Linked DNA regions of Mus musculus: regions 2 and 3 are each linked to region 1. A link is a contact called in public Hi-C and HiChIP or PLAC-seq data. All regions are on one chromosome and are shown on one strand. Each heading gives the region's core, a stretch centred on a gene start, on an enhancer-like site or on the middle of the called end of the contact. The rest is flanking DNA. Distances are from core to core; before and after follow the strand shown.

The links. Hi-C and Micro-C count contacts between places; a contact is called where the count stands out from the background. HiChIP or PLAC-seq counts read pairs in DNA pulled down with a chosen protein or histone mark.
Region 2: a contact with region 1 is called in a BATF HiChIP or PLAC-seq map of CD8 T cells, with 7 read pairs. The contact joins two enhancer-like sites. A contact is called at or near these places in 20 of 39 promoter capture datasets (the 3T3-L1 cell line, 3T3-L1-derived adipocytes, the HPC-7 cell line and 12 more), 3 of 15 datasets of contacts at CTCF or cohesin (CD8 T cells, embryonic stem cells and large pre-B cells), 80 of 484 Hi-C or Micro-C datasets (the 63-12 cell line, B cells, the BV-2 cell line and 41 more), 11 of 115 datasets of contacts at active chromatin or transcription factors (CD8 T cells, the NIH/3T3 cell line, bone marrow-derived dendritic cells and 6 more) and 4 of 9 other capture datasets (adipose tissue, embryonic stem cells, liver and 1 more).
Region 3: a contact with region 1 is called in a Hi-C map of CD8 T cells, with 2.8 times the contacts expected there. The contact joins two enhancer-like sites. A contact is called at or near these places in 13 of 484 Hi-C or Micro-C datasets (CD4 T cells, CD8 T cells, the N1E-115 cell line and 9 more), 6 of 115 datasets of contacts at active chromatin or transcription factors (effector CD8 T cells, kidney, large pre-B cells and 3 more) and 1 of 9 other capture datasets (embryonic stem cells).

Annotation. Positions count from the first base shown.
Region 1 is chr14:78,676,672-78,679,588 of GRCm38.p6, reverse strand. The region is part of intron 2 of Dgkh (diacylglycerol kinase, eta); the gene reads left to right. Among named protein-coding and RNA genes, the nearest start is that of Gm30716, 27 kb to the right of the region's middle. Within about 2 kb of position 1,543, at least 116 of the 459 cell types and tissues checked have an H3K27ac peak or open chromatin away from gene starts, as enhancers often do. A contact at or near this core is called in CD8 T cells, Th1 cells, memory CD8 T cells and 1 more, where this site is marked.
Region 2 is chr14:78,862,561-78,865,260 of GRCm38.p6, reverse strand. All of the region lies in intron 1 of Vwa8 (von Willebrand factor A domain containing 8), which reads right to left. Among named protein-coding and RNA genes, the nearest start is that of Vwa8, 15 kb to the right of the region's middle. Within about 2 kb of position 1,405, at least 12 of the 459 cell types and tissues checked have an H3K27ac peak or open chromatin away from gene starts, as enhancers often do. A contact at or near this core is called in CD8 T cells, where this site is marked.
Region 3 is chr14:78,913,002-78,915,701 of GRCm38.p6, reverse strand. The region is part of intron 4 of Vwa8 (von Willebrand factor A domain containing 8); the gene reads right to left. Among named protein-coding and RNA genes, the nearest start is that of Vwa8, 65 kb to the right of the region's middle. Within about 2 kb of position 1,376, at least 47 of the 459 cell types and tissues checked have an H3K27ac peak or open chromatin away from gene starts, as enhancers often do. A contact at or near this core is called in CD8 T cells, Th1 cells, memory CD8 T cells and 1 more, where this site is marked.

The sequences.
Region 1 (2,917 bases), core at 294-2,793:
GTGATTGTCAGGCCATTTCTTCATTTGGCGATATTCCAGTATGATATCTTTCTGAGTGAGATAAATCTATGCCTAAAGCCAGAAGAAAAGAAACACACCTGCAAATGTCATCGTTATTTTGAAATTACGTTTATTTCTGTGTTTTGCTTTTTTCATAATAGGATTTTCTGGTTTTGTGAGTAGTTAAGTTTCTATTTGCGTAAACTTGGCACTTTGAGATCACAAGTAAACCTTTTTTTCAGAAGTCAGAGTCTCTTCAGATCCTGCTGTGGTTTGAATATGGAACGTTCCCCTCAGGTTCTCACATTTGGTTACTGGGTTTTCACCTGGTGTCATTGGAGGGGAAGGTGGTGGAACCTGAGGAGGTGGGGCTACTCTGGAGGAAGTAGGTCTCTGTGGTGGGCCTTGAGGACTCATAGCCTGGCTCTACTTCCTGTCTCCTTTCTGCTTCCTGACTGTCCGGGCTGTGTGGCCAGTATGTCAAGCTTCCACACCCGCCTTCCTTGCTAGGATGGATGTATTGCTTAATCTGTGAGCTAAAAAAAACCATTTCCCAGCCTATGCTGTTTCTTATCAGGTGTTTGATCACAGCATTAGAAAGTAACTAATATGTATCTTATTGATGAAGTGAACTGCTCGGTCTCTCCGGTCCTGCCAGCTCTTTCTCTTCTCGGTTATAGAGATACAATGTACTGCATAGCCTTCAAGGCTCTGTGGGATTTACACACTGGACAAGCTTGCTGTCTTCCTGGGAGAGGATGTTCCTAATAGGATTTTTAAGGTGGGAGCCTATTGGAGATGGAGTTGAAGGAATTATCTGGGAAAGGAAGAATGCCAAACCTACTGAGGCTCAATGGCTTGAGCCTCTGGTAAGAGGGAGCCGTGTACTGTGGGCTTCCATGTTTGAAGATAACATTTCCTCTTACACTGACTTTTCTCTCAAATGGGTTTAAGCTTGAAAGAACTTGTCGTCAGGATGCATGCCAGTAAAGAAGGAGAAGAAAGCAGGAAGTGGAAAGCATGCTGTTAGACAAGGAAAACAAACAAACAAAACCCTGCTCAGTGGGAAGCTGCCTCTGCTCAGAGCACTGTAGCAACCCTGAAGCCACTCTCTGCTGCTGTCTAGCTCCCAGCACGGAGAAAGCCAGTGCAGGCTGGCTGTGTGAAGCCACGGAGCGCCTCCCCCATCCTCCTCTCTGGAAGCGTTCAGGATCTTCTCTGCTCCTCAGGGATCTGTAACTTCACAGCAGAATTCACAGTGTGGGTTTATTTTCATCCACTGTGTGGGCTTCTCCCCATTCAGGGCTCAGTTCTGGGAAATCATCTTGAGTTATTTCTTCCTTCTGTTTGTTCTCCTTATTCTGTGTGGTATTACCATTGTTTGGACGTTGGCCCTCCTGGATTTGTCATTGCGTGTTCCTTCCCAGTCTCTCCCCAACTCCCCATTTTCTAGCATGTTTCCCTTTTCATTGTGCTTCCTAGGAGAGTTCTTGACTTTATTTTGCAACCTTTCTATTGTATTTTCACTTCCCTTTGGGTAAATATACAAACATTTGTGTGTGTGCACACAGGGCTTCCTGCGATGGTTATCATACTTCAGCATCTATGTGGGCTTGGTTTTAATGCTCCCTAAAGGATGCAAAGGAAAAAAAAAGTGGTCTGCAGAAGATCAAATGTATGTTATAAAATGTGAATGTTATAGAATGTTAACCCAGGCACTCCCTTTTATGAGCTTTTGACCATCTCTTCATTACTCATATCTATCACGGGGTGTTAATGAATGGTATGTGAGTAGTGGCTGTTTAGGGAACAGTGACAAAAGAGTGGCCATTTTAAGTTCAGTTAAAAATGCTTTTTTTCCCCCCCAGAGTATTTTCAACTTGTGGTCAGTTGACTCAATGGATATGGAACCCACAGACACACACCCACACACACACACAGACACTACACACTATACACACACTACACACACAGAGACATACACACAGACACACACACTACAGACACACTACACACACACATTATACACACACAGAGAGACACACACTTCACACACAGACACACATGCTACACACAGAAACACACAGACACATACACACTACACACACAGACACACACACAGACGCATAGAGAAATAAACACAGACACACACACAGACGCATAGAGAAGTAAACACAGACAGACACACTAAACACACCACACACACACACACACACACACACACACACACACTTACTTGTAGAACCACCACCCCTGAAGCTGGACCTACACACACACACACACACACACACACACACACACACTTACTTGTAGAACCACCACCCCTGAAGCTGGACCTCTGAAGCTGTTTGAGGTGCAGGTGTTTCATTCTATAACCTGACTAGGCTTTTCCTTGACAACCCCTGACATCTCCGCCCTTGGCTTTGTCAGGTCCCAAAGGGCTTTCCAATAGCAAATTGCAATCCTGGCTACCGTCATCTTGAAGGTTTGTTATATAGCAAGTCCAGGGTACTGGCTTATTCACACTTACACAGCACTACTCCTCTGCCTCTAGTTACTTCTGAGTCTTTTATTCTAGACTCTCTCCATTCAGCTCTCTCCAGAATAAGCCCCCAGCCTTGTTCTGCTGTGGGAGACAGACATTTGGGGCAAAGCAGAGCTGAAGAAAAGAGGAGTGGGGAGGGCGGGTGCTGGTGAGGGAGGAGGAAGACAGAGGTTCGTTCTTTCTTTATATATATACATATACATATATGTATATATATATATTATTAGATATTTTCTTCATTTACATTTCAAATGCTATCCCAAAACTCCCCTATCCCCTAAATCAGACTTTCACCTAGTTCCTTGCTCCGGCACGAGAGGTACCTGGTGCTGTGAGGTATTGAGTCCTTCGGGGATCGTCTGTTCTAGTGGG
Region 2 (2,700 bases), core at 156-2,655, 190 kb before region 1:
AATAACCCTCTAAAACAGAGCCTTAAAATGAGAAAATCTGAGACTTAAAATGTTGGGGTTTTCTTGTTTTGTTTTATTTTGTTTTTGTTTTTTTGAGACAGAGTTTCTCTGTGTACCTTGGCTGTCCTGGAACTCACTCTGCAGACCAGGCTGGCCTCGAACTCAGAAATCTGCCTGCCTCTGCCTCCCAAGTGCTGGGATTAAAGGTGTGCGCCACCACACCCGGCCAGAAAATTGTTTTTTATAGATGATATAATTTATTAAAGACACAGGAAAAACTGAGAGAAGAAAAGCCAGTCTACCCAATGGTAAATCCTTTCAGGTCTAATGTTAGCTGCCAGAAGGGGCCATGGCAAAACACACTGAAAAAAATCATGAGGGTTGCAAACTTCCTCCACAATCCACTAGGACATCCCCATAGGCCACTTTTTCTTCCTTCTTATCACAGAAGTTCTTGAAGCATCACAGCGCCCACCATGTGGAACCTGCAGACTCAGCATCTCCAAGCAGACTCCTGAGACTCTATGTAGCACAGGGACCTTTACTGCAGCAAGTGCCAGGGAGTCACCTCCTCCCTTTCTCCCTCATTCTTCTTCATATAAAGTATTCACAGTCCTAATATTGTGGAATTGTAACTGGAAGACTGAGTTCAAAGGCAGCCTATACTACATACTGAGACCCTATCTCAAACAAGTTTTTAAAAGCTTTATAATAAAGTTAGCACATGCAATGTTAAGATTATATACTATAACCTCTTCATTGAGGTGTTTTGTTGTTGGAGTTGTCTGTTTGTTTTGGGGATTAAGGGTTTTTTGCTGTTGCTACTTAAGATGGGGTCTCAAATATGCCAGGCTGGCCTCCATCTGTCTACATACCCAATATTCTAATCACCTCTTGAGTGCTGGCATTGTGGCACATACCACCTCATCCAGTTTATGCAATGGGATTGAACCCAAAGCTTTATAAATGTTGAGAAGTGTTCTACCAATGAAGCTACATCTCCAATTGCCTTTACAAACGTTTAAAAATGAAGGAAAGTTTTTCCTCTGTAGTGAGAACTGAACATCTGATCTTTCCACTAAAACTACTCCCAGCTGTACTAATGGCAACTTAAGATCCTTCTTTTCCGCTTACAACACAATCCATGGTAGTCCCAGGCAGCCTTCTCTCGAACACCCCACAGGCCTACTGTTTTAGGCTTTGTTCTTCACCATCTAGCATCTAAGGAGGCAATATAACAGCCAAATGCAGTCAGAGACAAATCATGCTGGGTTCCGTTAATGACCTCGAAAGGGTGTTTCTAATCTGCATTTCCTCTCTGATCTCATCTCCAGTTATTCTCACTCATCCAACTCCAGCCACACTCTGCTCACTAGACACCGAATGTCTGTTAGGGTTTCGATTGGTATGATAAACTCTGTGACCGAAACCTGCTTGGGAAGGACAGGGTTTCTTAGGCTTACACTTGCATGTTACTGTTAATCAGTGAAGGAAGTCAGGACAGGAACTCAGACCTGGTAGGAAACTGAAGGAGGAGCTGAAGCAGAGGACATGGAAGGGTGCTCCTCTGCTTACTGGCTGCTCCCCAAGACTTGTTCAGCCTGCTTTCTTATGGTACCTAGCACGACTGGAGCAGAGGTGATACGACCCACACCCACCATCCCATCACCAATCAAGAAAACACACCACAGGTTTGCCCACAGGCCAGTCTGCTGGGGACATTTTCCAACAGAGGTTCCCTCTTCCCACATAACCCTGGCTCATGTTGAGGTGACATTCTGAACATGCTGAACTATTTTCAGGCCTTGGCACTAAATTTTCTACTGAACAAAACCCTTTCCCTAAGAAGAGCCATTTGTCAGGTTGCTAATAAGAAACAAATGGAATACTGGTAGGTTCAAAATGAGAAACTGAAAGTACATGATCGCTAGTCACATGCACCATTCTGGGCAAAATCCTGTATTAATCCCCCCACCCCTGCTCTCTAGGACAGGAGGTTACTTGGGCTGGCCCTTCCTGTGCTATGAAGCTCAGCCTGGCCTTGAACTTATAATATAGCTCAGATTGACCTAGTGCCCCTTATGCTCCATCTCTACAGTGCTGGGACTATAGGACTGTGCTGCCACACCTACCTGCCATCTTTAGGAACGCAAGGTGAGCATGGCCAGAGGCTTTCTTGACTACCATTGTTACAATATGAGCAGAGTATGCCCCAAAATGTTCCAGTCCTCAGTTTTAACTTTTCAAACATGTGTTTTATGACCTTAAGCTAAGAATGCAAAAAAAAAAAAAAAATGTGAACATCTTCCCTTCTTAACTGTAAACTGAATAGGTGCAGGAATATGCCCACAAAATCCTTTCCCATGACTATATATAGACTGCCAGAAAAAAAAAAAAAAAAAAAAAAAACTCCATCTTCCTTTCTTTTCCTCAAGGGGAGCATTGCTTTGGGAGTAACTCTATGCAGCTCTTAACTGCTGCACATAAGAAATCCTTCTCCACTCTTATTTCTTATTGCTAGCTTGGGCCTCCCACTCAGTAAAATGTCAATTTATTGTATTTTGTTGTATGATAAGGAACCACATGAAGGTGAGGGTAGAATTCAAGAAAAATAAGGGGAATGCAGTACTCTGAAACTAACAATAACAGAAAGTCCTGGCCACCCAGAGGCCCAAGGGGCTTTGGAGAAAGCAAGCATAG
Region 3 (2,700 bases), core at 127-2,626, 240 kb before region 1:
AAGAAAAAACAAGTTTTTTCTTAAGGACCAATCACTTATCCACAGAAAAGCCAAATGTTCTTAGTCATGCCGTTTTATTTTCAATTTACTTAAAATTTTACCAAAGATAATAATTTAAAGGCAAAATCTACCATCAAATGTAAGTGCTGTGAATGTTCCAGTTTTGAGTTCCATATATGAATAAGATAGATAAAGAAAAAAATAATAGATAATAGAAAAAAACAGAAAATAAATGTGGAAGCCATGGTAAGTTCGCATGCTGATGTCATGTTAGGCCGTGTTACAGGATTTGGGTTTTATTTATCATATTATGAAGTTATTTCATGCCTTTAATCAACAACCTGTTAAGTACCAAAAAATAAATTTAAAATTAGCTTAAACTTCAAAAGAGTCTGAGGCGACTGAGAGAGAAAAGACCATTATTGCCAACATTCAGTCACAGGCTTTGAAGGTGTAGATGTGCTACTGCATGCTAAGAACTGATGTGTATCATGAACAAGGTTCATCAAGAAATGGGGAGTATAAAATACACCAAATGTCTATACATCTATTCTTCAAACATTTTATACACTGCAGCAACTGTGAAATATGTCTGAAAACACATATCTTAGAATGGCAGAAAGTTTCATGAAAATGTTTACATTTATGAGAGATGGCTCAGTAGTTAAGAACAGAGGTTCCTCTTCCAGAGTACCAGTGTTTGATTCTGAGCACCCACATGGCAGCTCACAACTGTCTGAAACTCTACCCTCAGGAGATCTGATAACTTCTTTTGGCCTTTGTGGGCACTATATACATATGGTGCACAGGAATATACACAAACAGGACAAACACCCATGCACATACGATAAAATTAAATATAAAAAGAAATAATTAAGTCCTCCAATGGCTATGCAACAATAAAACAATTGTTTATTTTGCATTTTATCTTATGTGTAGGGGTATTTTATCTGCTAGAATGACTGTGGACTTTATGAATGCCTCAAGCCCTCAGAGGGCAGATGAGGGTGTCAGATCTCCTGGGGCAGGAGTTAAGAGACAGTTGTGAGCTGCTGTGTGGGGGCTCAGAATTGAACCTCTGGAGGAACAGCCAGTGTGCTTAACCTCTAAGCCATCCCTCTCCAGTCCCAAAACAATTTTTAAAAGATAATTAAAATTTACAAACAAAAAATCTTCAGCTCATCAGTAAACTTAGTTACCTAAATAATTCCATTTCTGAAGAGCCGACGTTTTGAGGCCCTTTAACATCACACTCGCACTGAAGCCTACTGTAAGACTGGAAAGTCAGGCAGGAAGCACAAACCACAGCCGTCACCCACTGGCTTTCATCCGTGACGTTCTCAGAAGAGGCCGCTTTAGAATACACTTGTGGGCATCATCCATGAAGAGAAAGGAGTGGGGCCTGGCCCGTGGAACTGAGCCACTCCAGTGGGCCTTTGAGGGCTCTGTTACAGCCCTCTCTCTCTCTGCCTCCTGGTCTCTCTTCACATGAACAGCCTCTGGCAGCTACTCCCACCACAAGGACAGCGTCTCCGCTATGATTTCCCTGCCAGACTGGCTGAAAACCTTCAGAAACCATGAAGCAAAATAAGCCTGCCCTCCCTTAAGCTATGGCTGCTGGGTATTTTGGTCTTGAGACACAAAAGAAACAAACCTTTATCTCACTCCAGATTTCTAATCTTACATCCATAACTGATTCTTGTGCAGCCTTCTGGAAGACTTCAATGTGCACAAAAGCACAGATACATTTCTTCTATCACAAATGAGATCACATACTGTCTGACCACTTCTTTCCACCCATGCTCTGGACTTCTTCTTAGTATAGAATAATGCCCCACTCTGTGAGATATATGCACGAGTGTGCACTAGGGACTTGAACCCAAACCTTCAAACCTTCTAGGCAACAACTCATTCATGAAGCAAATGCTAGCATTATTTCATTCATTTTAATGGCTCTGGAGTATTATATTAACAATGGTTTCATCAGCCTCTTCAATATGTATCATTACTTTTTTCAGTTAGTTTTCTGATTTTGAAAGTACTGCAACTAGTATCATTGAAGGCAGTTCTTTATGAATACATTTGTGTAGGGGGCACGAAGGGCTTCATGCTCACAGACAGCCTAATTTTAAGCACATAAAATTGTTCCTTCAAGAGAAGGAATACAAAATCTGCTGTCTGCCCAGAAGGCTGGAGCAGATGTGCATTCTATCCAGCTGACTTTGGCACAATCTGTGTGGCTGGAGAAATTCAAGAGCCTGACTCCGCTTCCAGACCCTTCTTGTAAACTTGTTTTTCTTGGTCAATCTATAGAGTCTATCTGTATGGAAGGTGTCACATGTACTTTACAAAGAGTTTCGTTGTACTCATGTTTGAAATGTATTTAGCTTAATTTGTTCGTTCCTCAGAGATTTAGGTACACTTTGTTGTGCATGCAGGATTGAGTTAGTTAATACAGGAATAGTTTTCACCATATTGTGCTGTGTTTAAATACAGCATAAGAAACACTCACAGCCAGACTTCCCAAGTTTGAATGAACGCTGGCTACTGCCCCGCCCCCAGCTTGTCTCTCTGCTTCCCCTGAAGGCTGCAGAGACCCCTCACACATTTGGAAGAAAAGGATGCTGGAAAGGTAACCGCTGAATGCAAATATCTGCCCACTGTTTTGTCTGTTGTTATTGTCTGTGAGAGACAGTGCTA